Linked DNA regions of Mus musculus: region 1 is linked to region 2. A link is a contact called in public promoter capture Hi-C data. All regions are on one chromosome and are shown on one strand. Each heading gives the region's core, a stretch centred on a gene start, on an enhancer-like site or on the middle of the called end of the contact. The rest is flanking DNA. Distances are from core to core; before and after follow the strand shown. Region 1 holds the start of Arl6ip6 (ADP-ribosylation factor-like 6 interacting protein 6). Region 2 holds the start of Rbm43 (RNA binding motif protein 43).

Region 1 (6,076 bases), core at 2,010-4,509, 1.3 Mb after region 2:
CTATATTCCAAATATAAAAGAAAACCACTTAACACTGAGCCATTCTACTCTTTAAAATAAAAAAAGCAAACAAACAAAAAAACACAAGTTCCTGTTTCCCCCTGTAATTTCACCAGTAACTTTAGCCTTCATTGCTCAAACCATCGTCAAACTCAATAGTACTCATTAGCAAAAGAAAATATACAACTGGCTTTCTAAAATATTCTGCTAATCAAAAATTTCATGACTTATCAAGATATTCAACTGGAATAACCCAGCCCACCTAAGAATCAGTGTATTATATAGAACCTAGCATAGGACAGAACTGTTGATGCACCTCAAGCTCTTGTCTTTCTTGACCACTTCTCTAGAAATTCTACCCGTGTTCCTGAGTCATCTTAAAACCTTTTAATCCAATCACTCCTACGAAAAAACGTCCATTTACGATTTGTGCTAGAGATTCAAGGGGCAACGCACAAGTAGGAGTATAGAAGCAATTATCATTCAAAAATTAAGTAGAAAATGAGCTACCTATTTGGCACTGTCCAGGAAAGAATTAGTAATAGAGCAGAAAATCCCTCCGCACCCCAAACAAGAGGAAGATACTCCAAGAATAAAATTCATTCTACATGAAAACCCCAAGTAACTACTATTTTTCTGATGCTAGGCTTTACACATTCACCACGATTATCTTCTGATATATATTTACTCCTAGACCATTAATAATTATAATGCCTGAAATAAAGTCACTAAGTTAAATAGATTAGATGTATACTCTCACTTTAAATTATTTGCTTGGTTTTCCAGATAGGGTTTCTCTGTCTTGGAACTCAGTCTATAGATCCAGGCTGGCCTTGAACTCAGAGATCTAACTGCCACTGCCTCCCAAGTGCTGGGATCAAAGGCGTGCGCCACCACAGCCGGCTTATTTTTTTTAAAGCTTAATTTTGTTGAGGAAGTCAGTTAATTTTTTCTCATACAGTCTTACTACATTCAAAATTTGGTTACAGACATGAGCAATGTAATGTTTTGTCTTGTTTGAAGACATTACGTGGATATAAACTAACCTTTAAAGGGCTGCAAGTACACCACTGACTTACATCTTAAATACATCTCGACACACTCAAACAAAACTAAGCAAGCCAAAGGGAAAGCGTCTTCTTACTTGTCCCATTGGAGGCCCTCCCATAGGGGGCATCATCTGTGGCATCATTCCATGAGGTACAGGAGGCATGTTTGCTCTCTGACCCATAGGGTGCATGCCCATTGGTGCATAATGCATGCCAGGATGCCCCATCTGAAAAATAATAAAAAGGGAGAGTGAGAGACAGTTAAATGCTTCTTTAAAATGTCATTTCAAAAACAACAACTAAAACCCATCAATTAAGGCACAATATTAAATCACTGTGATTAAATTACAGTATTAGCATATACTGAAGTTAATCTTAATTACACTACAGTGATTATTAGATGGGGCCTGAAAATTTACAAAATAATGGAAAAGTTAAACCCATTAGCGGATTACAACCCCTCTCCAATGACTTAACAAACTGTTAAATGACTGGTCAGACTTGGTGACTATGTATTGAATTCCAACTTAAAAAATTATTACGATGAACACAACTTCCGTCACCTTTATACACATAACCAGCTTATACTACTTAAAATTACATTCATATGGACAAGACCTAAAACAGAGTGCGGGTACCCAAGAGTACTTCACAAATGTTTTAATAGAGTTAAACTGTCCCAGACACTAACAAATTCATGCCGTTTTAGGGAGCTTAAAATATAATACTTCCATTGTTCCTGGCTTGAAACTAAGTATCCGCAGCCAATTCTCCCAACCGAATCCCCCAAGCCCTGCAAATCACCACCACTCCCGGAGAAATAAGACCGCAGCAGCCGCTCCTTAAGTCCCACAGACTTAAGTGTCCCTACTGTAAGTCAAGCCTGGGGCTCTCAGATGCACAGTCCGCCCGGGGCCCAGCACCTTCCTTCTTCCTAAGGCATCTATCTACCTAGGCCAAGACCACTGGCAAGTCCAAGGTCCCACCTATTTCTTTGTGTGTTCCCGCCCTCCATCTCTCCCCCTTGGGACGTAGCCCACCATCTGCAGCTCTCTTCCTGATATGCTCTTCTCCGTTTGGAGAGAGCTTCCTGTTTCTCTGACTCGGTTTTTCATTGTGCCGCTTTCCCCTACCCCGCCGATCCCTTACCGAGGGCCGTCTCCTCAGGAAGCCGTCAGCAGAGACCCAAGAACTGGAGCACAGGTTTGAGCCGGACAATCTCCGCTCCCCGTCCCCGGGACCCCGCGAGGGAGGTTGGCTCTCCATTTCACTCACCATGAGGCCTCCACGCTCGGCTCCAGTCCCCGGCCTCATCGTCGGGCTCAGACTGCTCCGTCGGCGGCCACTGCCGCTGCACATACCAACAAGAAGCGATCTGAGTGGCTGGCGCCCGCCGGGGCCAAAGGGTAAAGGCTGCCCTGAGCTGCGGGGCGGGATCAGCGGGGCCAATAAACTGACAGGCTTCCCTACTGTCCAATCAGAGCGCGAGACCGACAGGCAGCTCTGCGGCGATTCGCCCCCTGCCTCGCTCGGCGTCGCCTGCATGGAGGGGGGGGGAGGGGGGACGGAGGAAGTTTCTGCGTCGAGTGCTCTGCCGGGGAAACTCTACCAACTTCCCCCAGGAAAGGGGACACGGCGGGGACCCAGATTCCCGGGTTCGGGCCACCGCACCCCGTCGGGGGGTGGGGCAGTGGCGTCCAGCCCCTCGCCCTAGTTACGTTCGCCCCACAAACCTGAGGCCACCAGGGGTGGGGTGGGGGTGGGGCGGGGGAAGCGGCACCCGGCGTTAGCGGCCTAGTGCGCGCGCGCGCGGTTGCCCTGGGGAGGGGGTCGTGCCTTTGGGGGTGGGGGGGAGAAACTCGAGAGCTGCGCGCGCGCCCGGCATAGTGAAGGGCGGAGGCGCGAACTGTATCTGGCGGGGAGCGGTAAAGACAGAGATCTCTCGCCCGAGGGAGGAAGCGACTGGCGGTTAGGAAGGCGCGGAACTGCGGTCATGGGGCTCGAGAGGTGCGTGCCCACAGGACCCGAAAGGGTGGAATAAATGAGAGTGTTGTCGCGGCGGGCCATGGGCGCGCGCTCCCACGGCGCCTCCGGAAGCGGAGTCCCCGGGTAACCCGCTCTTGCACTCCCCTACGGTTCTGCGCGCGGTGGTTGGGTCCGCCGACGGCCGTCTCTGATTGGCTGTAGCCGGGGCGGGGCGTGGCGGTGGTGGACAGCCGACCTTCGCGGGACTCTCAGTCTTTCCCGCCATGTCGTTCGTGGAGAGTTGGAGGTTTGCGGGCGCGCGGAGGCGCCGTCAGGTTACCCCAGGCCCTGCGACTCGGCCCGGGTATTCCGACTACACTCAGGGGGACAGCTGGGGTGAGGGCGAAGGCGACGAAGACGAGGGATGCGACCAAGTGGCCCGCGACTTGCGGGCAGAGTTCTCAGCCAGGGCGTCGTCGGAGACCAAGAGGGCCCCGCTACTCCCCCGGGTCGGGGACGGGTCTCCGGTCCTGCCGGATAAGCGCAACGGCATCTTCCCGGCCACTGCGGCCAAGCGAACCCAGGCTCGGCGGTGGCCCATCCAAGCCCTTTCCATTCTCTGTTCGCTGCTGTTCGCCGTCCTCCTTGCTTTCCTTCTCGCCATCGCCTACATGATCGTTAAAGGTATTGAAGCCCAGGCCTTGAAAGGCTGTCCAGCGTAAAGTGCAGCCAGTACATCACACGCCCCCATTCACACTCTCCTCCCAAAGCGTTCCCTCGAGACTGCTATCGTCCCTTTTGTCTTCTCTCCCTAGATGGACGTCCTTGCTCCGTCATGAGACCCATTTAGAAAAGATCTTTGGCTAAATCTACAGTCTTTAATGCCGTAAAGGCATTGAACACTTTGAGTTGAAACAGCAGAGCCCCTTACTTTTAAAAGGATCAAAAAAGTACGTGTAAGAAAGTACTGCTGTACGTCCTAAGGCTGATGTTAAGAGACATGCTGGGTTTGCACTGTTCTCTGAACCTAGGACAAGGATCCCCACCCCCACCCCATCCCAAGTTTCTACTTTTCTCTCTCTCTCTCTCTTTCTTTCTTTTTTTCTTTTTTGAGACAGGGTTTCTCTGTATAGACCTGGCTGTCCTGGAACTCACTTTGTAGACCAAACTGGCTGGCTTTCTTTCTTTCTTTTTTTTTTTTAATATTCTTTTTTAAAAATTTTTATTAGATATTTTCTTCATTTACATTTTAAATGCTATCCTGAAAGCCCCCTATACTCCCCCCCCCCCCGCCCTCTCGCCCTGCCCCCCTACCCACCCACTCCCACTACTTGGCCCTGGCATTCCCCTGTACTGGGGTATATAAAGTTTACAAGACTAAGGGGCCTCTCTTGCCAATGATGGCCGACTAGGCCATCTTTTGATACATATGCAGCTAGAGTCAAGAACTCCGGGGTGCTGGTTAGTTCATATTGCTGTTCCACCTATAGGGTTGCAGTTCCCATTAGCTCCTTGGGTACTTTCTCTAGCTCCTCCATTGGGAGCCCTGTGATCCATCCAATAGCTGACTGTGAGCATCCACTACTGTATTTGCCATGGCCTTGATTTCTGAGTTCAGAAACCCGCCTGCTTCTGCCTCCCAAGTGCTGGGATTAAAGACACATCACCACGGCTTGGCTAAGTTTCTACTTTTATAGGCAAAAATGGTTTTTCTATTTTTCCCTTGTAATCAGGTAGAGTTATTTCAGGACAAGCCTATTCTACTGTGTCAGAAATTGACATATTGTCCAAATAGCAATGCTCAGAAAGACCCTCTTCCCCCATTTGAATTTGTTGTATGATTTAGTATTTATTGTAGTAGAAAGAGATTTTAATTCAGTTAGTGCTGACTTTGCCAATTCTTGAGAAATAGAAACATGAAAACTATTTTGTATTAAAAGGATTCAACACTCATTCTTGTGTTGCCTTTACTAATTAAAATTAAATCTCCAGTTCAGTTTTGCTTTATTTCCTCCCATTCCCTAATGGGATGCAGGTGGCCCTTCAACAGTTTTTTTTCCCACTTCAGCCATGATAGATTTGTTATTCACGTAGTTTATTTTTCTTTTGTAACATAAAGGTATATACCCATGAGTAGACGTTCATTGCAGAGGACAGTGGCATTTTGGAGAATGGAGTGAGGAACTGAAGTCAAATTCTGTTATGCCCTGAAGTTTCTTTTGTACAAATTTTCTTCAACACATCCAGGAGATAAACACTAGTCTCGTGTTTATTGCACTTGACTCTTGTAGAGCTATTTGCATGAAGGTAGTAAATCAGAAATTTAACCTAGCTCTGACTTTAGGGTCCTTTTGACATTGAACAGTGTCTTCAAAATGCCTTTGGATATTCATGTCATGAAGGAACACTAACTACTCTTCTACCTAAACCTCTTTGTATTTACAGAATTGCATGCAGAAAACTTGAAAAATGAAGATGATATACATACTGGGCTGTTAGGTATGAACTGATCATTTTATTCATCCAATCGCTTATTTTAGTTTTCCCAAATTAAGCTTAAGTTATAGAGGCTTTGGGATAAATATTTTACATATGTCATGTGTAGCTGGTTCTGTAGTGTTATTTATATGTTTGTGGTAAATGTTACTAGATTTCCTTTTTAGGTATACATTTAGATAATTTTCATAATTTTATAATGGGCCACTAATGCATGTATACAGTATTCAACGTAACTTTGCATGACATTGGTCCACTAGTTCCTTGAAGTAGTTTCTAATTGTGTTTTGGAAGAAGCTCCTTATACTACTTCAGGAATTTAAAACTAGAAACTTGCTCACAAACTTAGCCAATATAAATAGTATCCGAAACAGACTTCAGAAGAATGTCCACATGTATTTGTACGCAGTTTGTCTTGAGATACAAATTTTAAAATAAGAATTATTTGCCATTAATGTCTAGTTGAGTCAGTTAAGTTTCCATTGTCCAAAATATCATACATTATGTAGTTTATAGCTACTGAAGAGGATTATTGATGGTGTCTGTCTCTCTCGTAGATAATTTTG
Region 2 (6,047 bases), core at 2,716-5,215:
GTAAACACACACAGTGTTCCTTTCACCCTGACAGCCTTAAAAATGAAAGTAAAAGATTAAAATCAGTTCACTGGGACAGACTTCAACCGTTTTCAGGGAGACAAAAATATACACAGATGTATGTAAGGATGAGACAGAAGAAACAACTGTAGAATAAGGAAAGGGGAATTGTGGGGTAAAGGAGACAGTCTGAACAGCAGAACCTTGGGCGTGAAAAAGAGGAACACGCACAACAGGTCATGGATGGCTACCAGTAAAATAATCTCTCCAGTTTGCTCTGAGCACAGTCTAGCCCCAGCTTAGACGCACACACGGGCTTGAGCACACAAGCGCCATAGTGTCAGACGCTGATTCAGACCTCAGTGGAAAGTAAGGATCTTTTTTCTTAAGATACATACATACATACATACATACATACATACATACATACATACATACATACATAAACTCTCTGGAGACTCTAGTTAGCCTGGGCACGCATGAGCACTGCTGATTCTTTTCTGGCATATGAAGAGACCCCAGCCTAAAGATCATGAGTGAACAAAATCTTTTCTTTCTTTTTTTTTTTTTCTCTTTTGGTTTTTCGAGACAGGGTTTTTCTGTGTAGCCCTGGCTATCCTGGAACTCACTTTGTAGACCAGGCTGGCCTCGAACTCAGAAATCTGCCTGCCTCTGCCTCCCGAGTGCTGGGATTAAAGGCGTGTGCCACCACGCCCCGCTAGAGTGCACTAAATCTTAAGTAAAGGGGGAAAGCACAAACAGAAAAGATACCTTTAAGCATCACTAGAAATATTTCCCTTTATGTGACAAAGAAAAATTACACATGACTTAAGTCCAAAAGGGGGGAAACATCTTTAGCCAGCAATTAGCAATTAGACCCTGCTGGAAACGTATATGCTCCTTAGGATGCACCACTGTTGAATTTTAACTTTTAGACTAAACGTGCCAAGTCTTCACAAAAACTCAAAGTGGCTACAAAGAAAATGAAAATACTCAATGCGGTCAATGTAGGATTAAAGCCAGTGTTAATAGAAATTAAAGGGATAATGACACAGTTACATTACAGACAATTATGTAACCTGATACACAGGTTAAGTACGTTATAGAAGGTACAAAAACAACCTGAAGAAAAACTTAAGCAAGATTACAGCACAGCTCCCAAAGTTGAAAATGGAAGAAAGCAGTCATTCCTCCTCACTTACCATAGCGGGATTCAGAAAATGACTAAGCCAGTGGTGGTGATGGTCCAGAAGATGCACGGTCTCAGAATCTCTGCCTTTCACCCGGTTGCTGAGTCAAGACGATGAGATGGCACACAGATCCTATCTAATGAGGTCATTTTTAAGTTTACTTATGTATGTATGACATTCTCAACACACACATCCTATCACTTAAGGCATTACAAAAACTGTATTCATTGAACAAAACATTCCACATCCGACAACACATTGGGCACAAGTGGCAAGCAGAAAGAAATCTGTTGCCCTGAAATTCTGTCCTCTTCAAAACATGTACTGTACAGAGCTGGGAAAATGGCTCAGGGGTTAAGAGGCCTTGCTACTCCTACAGAGAACCTGGGTTCCATTCCCTACACCAACCTGGTGGCTCACAACAGCCTGTAACTCCAGTTCAAGGGAGTCTGACACCCTCTTCTGGCTTTTGAAGACACCAGGCACGCATGTGATGTACATACATACATGGAGGCAAAACACACACATAAAATACGATAAAATTAATTTAACGAATAAAAATGTGCGGTGTTGTCTTTCTGCCCTGCAGCATTCAAGGGGCTTGACAATTCATCCAGTGGGGACTTCTAGCTCAAGGATAAGAAGGTCACTTACGTCATTTCAGAGGAGCTCGGTTTGCATAAAAACCATATTGCTCTACAGAAGGAAACAGAGCATCTCATTTCGAACACATACCACCCACAATAAAATCCTGTAAGACTACAGTAAAGGCCATCCAGGATTAAGAAGCAAGATTAATTCTGGCTAAAGCACGAAAGGCTCTGTGAATGAGAGGCCTTGAAGGCTGGGGCAGAACTGGAGTTGAGACAACAAAATATCAAGAAAAAAGAAGTTTTCAGGCTGAGCAGTGGCAGTGCACACCTTAGATCCCAGCACTGGGAGGCAGAGGCAGGTGGATCTCCATGAGTGTGAGGTCACAATGCTCTATAAAGCTAGTTCCACGACAGCCAAGGCTACATAGAGAAACACCGTCTTGGACAACCAAACCAAAAAGAGGGGGAGGGAGGAGGAGGGGCGGGGAGGGGGGAGGAGGGAGGGGAGAGGAACAGGGGGAAGTTGTTTTCAGCACACAAAGCTGGGGCAGGGATGTGGGGAGGGGGGGGGGGCATGGCTCATGTTGGTCGAATACAAGGCAAAGGGAGACCTCCTGAAGATAAAATTCTCAAAACTGTAAAAAGTTAAAACTTACTGGGTATATGACAAAAAAGACACTTTAATGGAAGTAAACTATTTGTCTTCTAGATGGTATAGTGAAAAGATGAAAATATACCTCAGTCTAGTCCTCAGACACTTAATGCAATTTCCCTTACAAGAGGAACTTTTCAGACTTCCAGCCTGTGTGACTTCCTGGCTTTTATCTCTGCAGCACAGTTCCCTGACAGCCCACGCCAGCCTCCTTGGTAAGTGGCTCATGAACTACAGACCTTCCAGCCATTCATCAATATCAAAGACAAATATCCATTTAAGCTCAGGAGAGCTCCACACCTCATCAGCACTAATGCGTTTCTTAATTCAAGTGTCTACGCACACGTTATCTTTAGAATCACCTTGTTCTGCAAGACCTCACTTCATTCCGTGGTCTCGTCAACGTCCTGCACATCCTTTCTTCACTAACTCACTTAAGTCTGAGGACATGTGGCTACATGCCTTCTCCTGAGACCCGTTATAAGCAGAGAATGACCTGTCTTCCTCTGTGCACAGTGAAGAAGAAAAACAATCCACTCAAAGACTATGAAATACGGGAATTTCAGCAGAGGTGTGGTGCCATTTTACAGTTTCCATGCTCTGCTTTAAGAAGCTCTGGCCTTGATGTCAGAAAGGAAGGAAGGAAGGAGAAAAAGAGGGAGAGAGAGGGAGACAGACAGACAGACTGACAGTGGTGTAAAGTAACACTTTCTTCTTAAGTGTGGCACTAAGAAGAAATATTTCATTTGCTGTTTTGTTTTCTATTTGTTTTCTCAATAGTTTATTTTCATGCACTATACCTTGACTCTCACCAAGTAAAACACACACACACACACACACACACACACACACACACACACACACACACACACACACACACAAAATCAGGTAAAATATATATAGAAACTCACGCACTCACTGTAACAGCTCCAAAACACAGTCATCTAGGCAAAACCCCGGGTCCCTGGTCAAAGGCCTAGCTCTGACGGAGAGAGGGACAGCAAGCCAGTGCCTTCAGCTCAGACACTTCTTACTGGCTCCTTCCAGTAGTTAGCCTCCATTTCTGGGTCACTGTCCTCGCCCCCACTCCTAACCGCAGTCCCGCCCAAACCACCTTCCGGACAAAACCCGTGAGTCCCTGCCTATTGAGCAGGGGCGGGTGAGAAAAGAGGCCGTATCCCCACGCGTGGGAGCCAGACCTGCTGCGCCCGTGACGGCCACTTCGGGGCGCGCGACCGCGCAGGACACGTGCTCCGGGACCCTCGGCGCGCCTTCCTGCACTGCAACCCGGGGAAAAGCGACTTGCCAGGCCTCGGAGATGTTCGAGCAGCGGGAGCGCTAAACTGGAGGTGAACGGGTTCCGCTTTCGCTTTCCAGTTCCGTTTCCTTGGAGACTCAGTTTGGAAGGGCGGAGCCCGGCTGGGTCGGTCCCTTGGCGCCTTTGAGGTACCTGTGCAAGATGCCCCAGGGGCATCTGGGCTTCTCTCCAAACTCATTCCTAGGCTTTGCCCCGTCTCTCCAGCGCATTCTCAAACCCGATCCCCGACACTTCCTTCCCGCCAGCAGGGTCCGCCCAGGCTCATCACCGGTGGAACGCAGAGCACATGAAGAAGGTACCCTGCTGCCCACAAAACTCAATCACTTGGCCGAATGGCCCTGGAGCCTGGGACACAAGAAATCTAGCCCAGTAAAATCAAAGAAATATAAAGGCAAAAGCAGAGCACGAACTCCCTTGTAAAGAAATAGAAACTGAAATTGGGAGATACCAATTTTCAACCGGTGTGCTCAAATTAGCAGATCCCACAAACCAGTTTAGATGCAAACATTTCTAAAGATTTGGACATCTCTCAGGGACTCAGAATACAGCTCCCCACATAAGCACTTTAGCTTGCCCTATTCCTGAAGCCAAGTCCCTCTGACCCCTTCCTGACTCTCTCCTGCATTTTTGTTGACCCTAAGCCAGTCACAGAAAACAGGATTCTTCTTCCCCAACGTTGGGTCATATAAAATAGACACCTCTCGTCCCAAACAAGCTATGAAACATACTCCCCTCTCTCTGAGGGAAGTCCCATTCCCGCATTAAGGAATGCTGCACAGAGCAAAGATGAATCCAGACAGGCTGGGATGGCTAATCTTGACTGTCAACTTGATTAATTTGGGAAGAGGACCTTCAACTGAGAAACTACCTCTGTACTGTAGGCATGTCTGTGGCATTTTCTGTCCTTTTTTCATTTTTTGGTTTTTCGAGATAGGATTTCTCTGTGTAACTCTGGCTGTCCTGGAACTTGCTCTGTATACCAGGTTAGCCTCGAACACAGGGATATCTGCCTGCCTTGGCTAGAATTAAAGGGGTGTACTGCCGCTATTGGAGTGTGGCATTTTCTTGATTGCTAATTTATGCAGAAGAGGTGAGCCTCCTGTGGGCGGTACCATCCTTAGGCAGGTGAAAGTGAGCAGACAGGAAGTGGTCAGCAGCAGTTCCGCCAGGCTCCTGCTTCAGGTTCCTGGCTTGCGCTGCTGTAACCTATAAACCAAAATAGACCTTGACCTTCCCAGGGTGCTTTGGGTCATGGAGTTTATCCAGCAATAGAGAGCAAACCAGAACAAGAAAGCGAACTTCTGTCCAGTCACAGTTCCCAAAGCTGTCCAATCTTTATCTACCTTGAGCATAAAAACTGTATTTTTCGGGCCTCTGGCTGTTTCTCTCGGATGACCTCTGTGTCACATTCAATGGTGATAAGCTATTAATAAAATTAGTATGCTGTTCTGATGCTCTTCTTCTTTTCAGTAGGATTGGTAGCCGTGACCTTTACCGTGACTAAGGTAAAGGTCTTCCTGTTCTAGCATTATCAAAATACAAAGACATGCAAGCGTGTAAATGTGCAATTATCCTCAAACTTAGCAGCTCTACTCTTGGAAGTTCCCTTCCAACACTAGTGCATGAGTGACCCCAAGAGGCCGGACAGAAATGAATATATGCTGCTTGTAGTGAGGAGTCCACTCAGCTCACCAATGAAAGGACCTACTTACATACTTGATGGTACTTCACAGCTATGAAGATTTTAGGACAGAATGAGATAGGTCTCCTCTCCATGTAATTATATAGTTCCTCAATTTATAGTTTATCTCCAGATCTTCCTGTCTCGGCCTTCAAAGTGCTAGGATTTCAAGCTGATGCCACCATGCTGACACATCCCCACTATGCCAATTTGAATGTCTAATAAAGTGTAATGAGAGCAAACAGAAAGAACACTTTTTTCCCCTATGTTTTGGATTGAAGCCAGTGCCTGTGCACGAGAGGCCAGCACTATCCTCCTGACTCCCTGCTTCCTACTCTATCAGCTTGCTTACACCCCCACATTTATGTTCTTGATACAGCATGGTGTCTTCCTTTCCTTTTGCTGCAATCAAATCCCTGGACATAATCAGGTTAATGGAGAAAGGGTTTCTCCTGGCTCACAGTTTCATCTGCAGGATGGCAGGAACTTGAGACAACCAATGGCACCACACCCACAGACAGGAGCAGAAAGCAATGGACTAACAACTGCTTAGCTTGATTCCTCCTCTCTTATGCAACTTATGCGACCCAGGATCCCTTGCTCAGAGAACAGC

What was found. Capture Hi-C pulls out chosen DNA fragments and counts their contacts.
Region 1: a contact with region 2 is called in a promoter capture Hi-C map of liver, with 5 times the contacts expected there. The contact joins the promoter of Arl6ip6 here to the promoter of Rbm43 in region 2. A contact is called at or near these places in 3 of 39 promoter capture datasets (liver and pre-B cells), 3 of 484 Hi-C or Micro-C datasets (B cells, CD4 T cells and Th1 cells), 2 of 115 datasets of contacts at active chromatin or transcription factors (pro-B cells and thymic regulatory T cells) and 2 of 9 other capture datasets (adipose tissue and liver).

Annotation. Positions count from the first base shown.
Region 1 is chr2:53,188,825-53,194,900 of GRCm38.p6, forward strand. Arl6ip6 (ADP-ribosylation factor-like 6 interacting protein 6) reads left to right here and starts at 3,260. Exons shown (of 4, transcript NM_022989.4): 1 at 3,260-3,698; 2 at 5,460-5,513. The coding sequence starts at 3,299. Prpf40a (pre-mRNA processing factor 40A) reads right to left here and starts at 2,430. Exons shown (of 26, transcript NM_018785.3): 1 at 2,199-2,430; 2 at 1,145-1,276. The coding sequence starts at 2,408.
Region 2 is chr2:51,931,198-51,937,244 of GRCm38.p6, forward strand. Rbm43 (RNA binding motif protein 43) reads right to left here and starts at 3,966. Exons shown (of 5, transcript NM_001141981.2): 1 at 3,635-3,966; 2 at 1,203-1,326. The coding sequence starts at 1,205.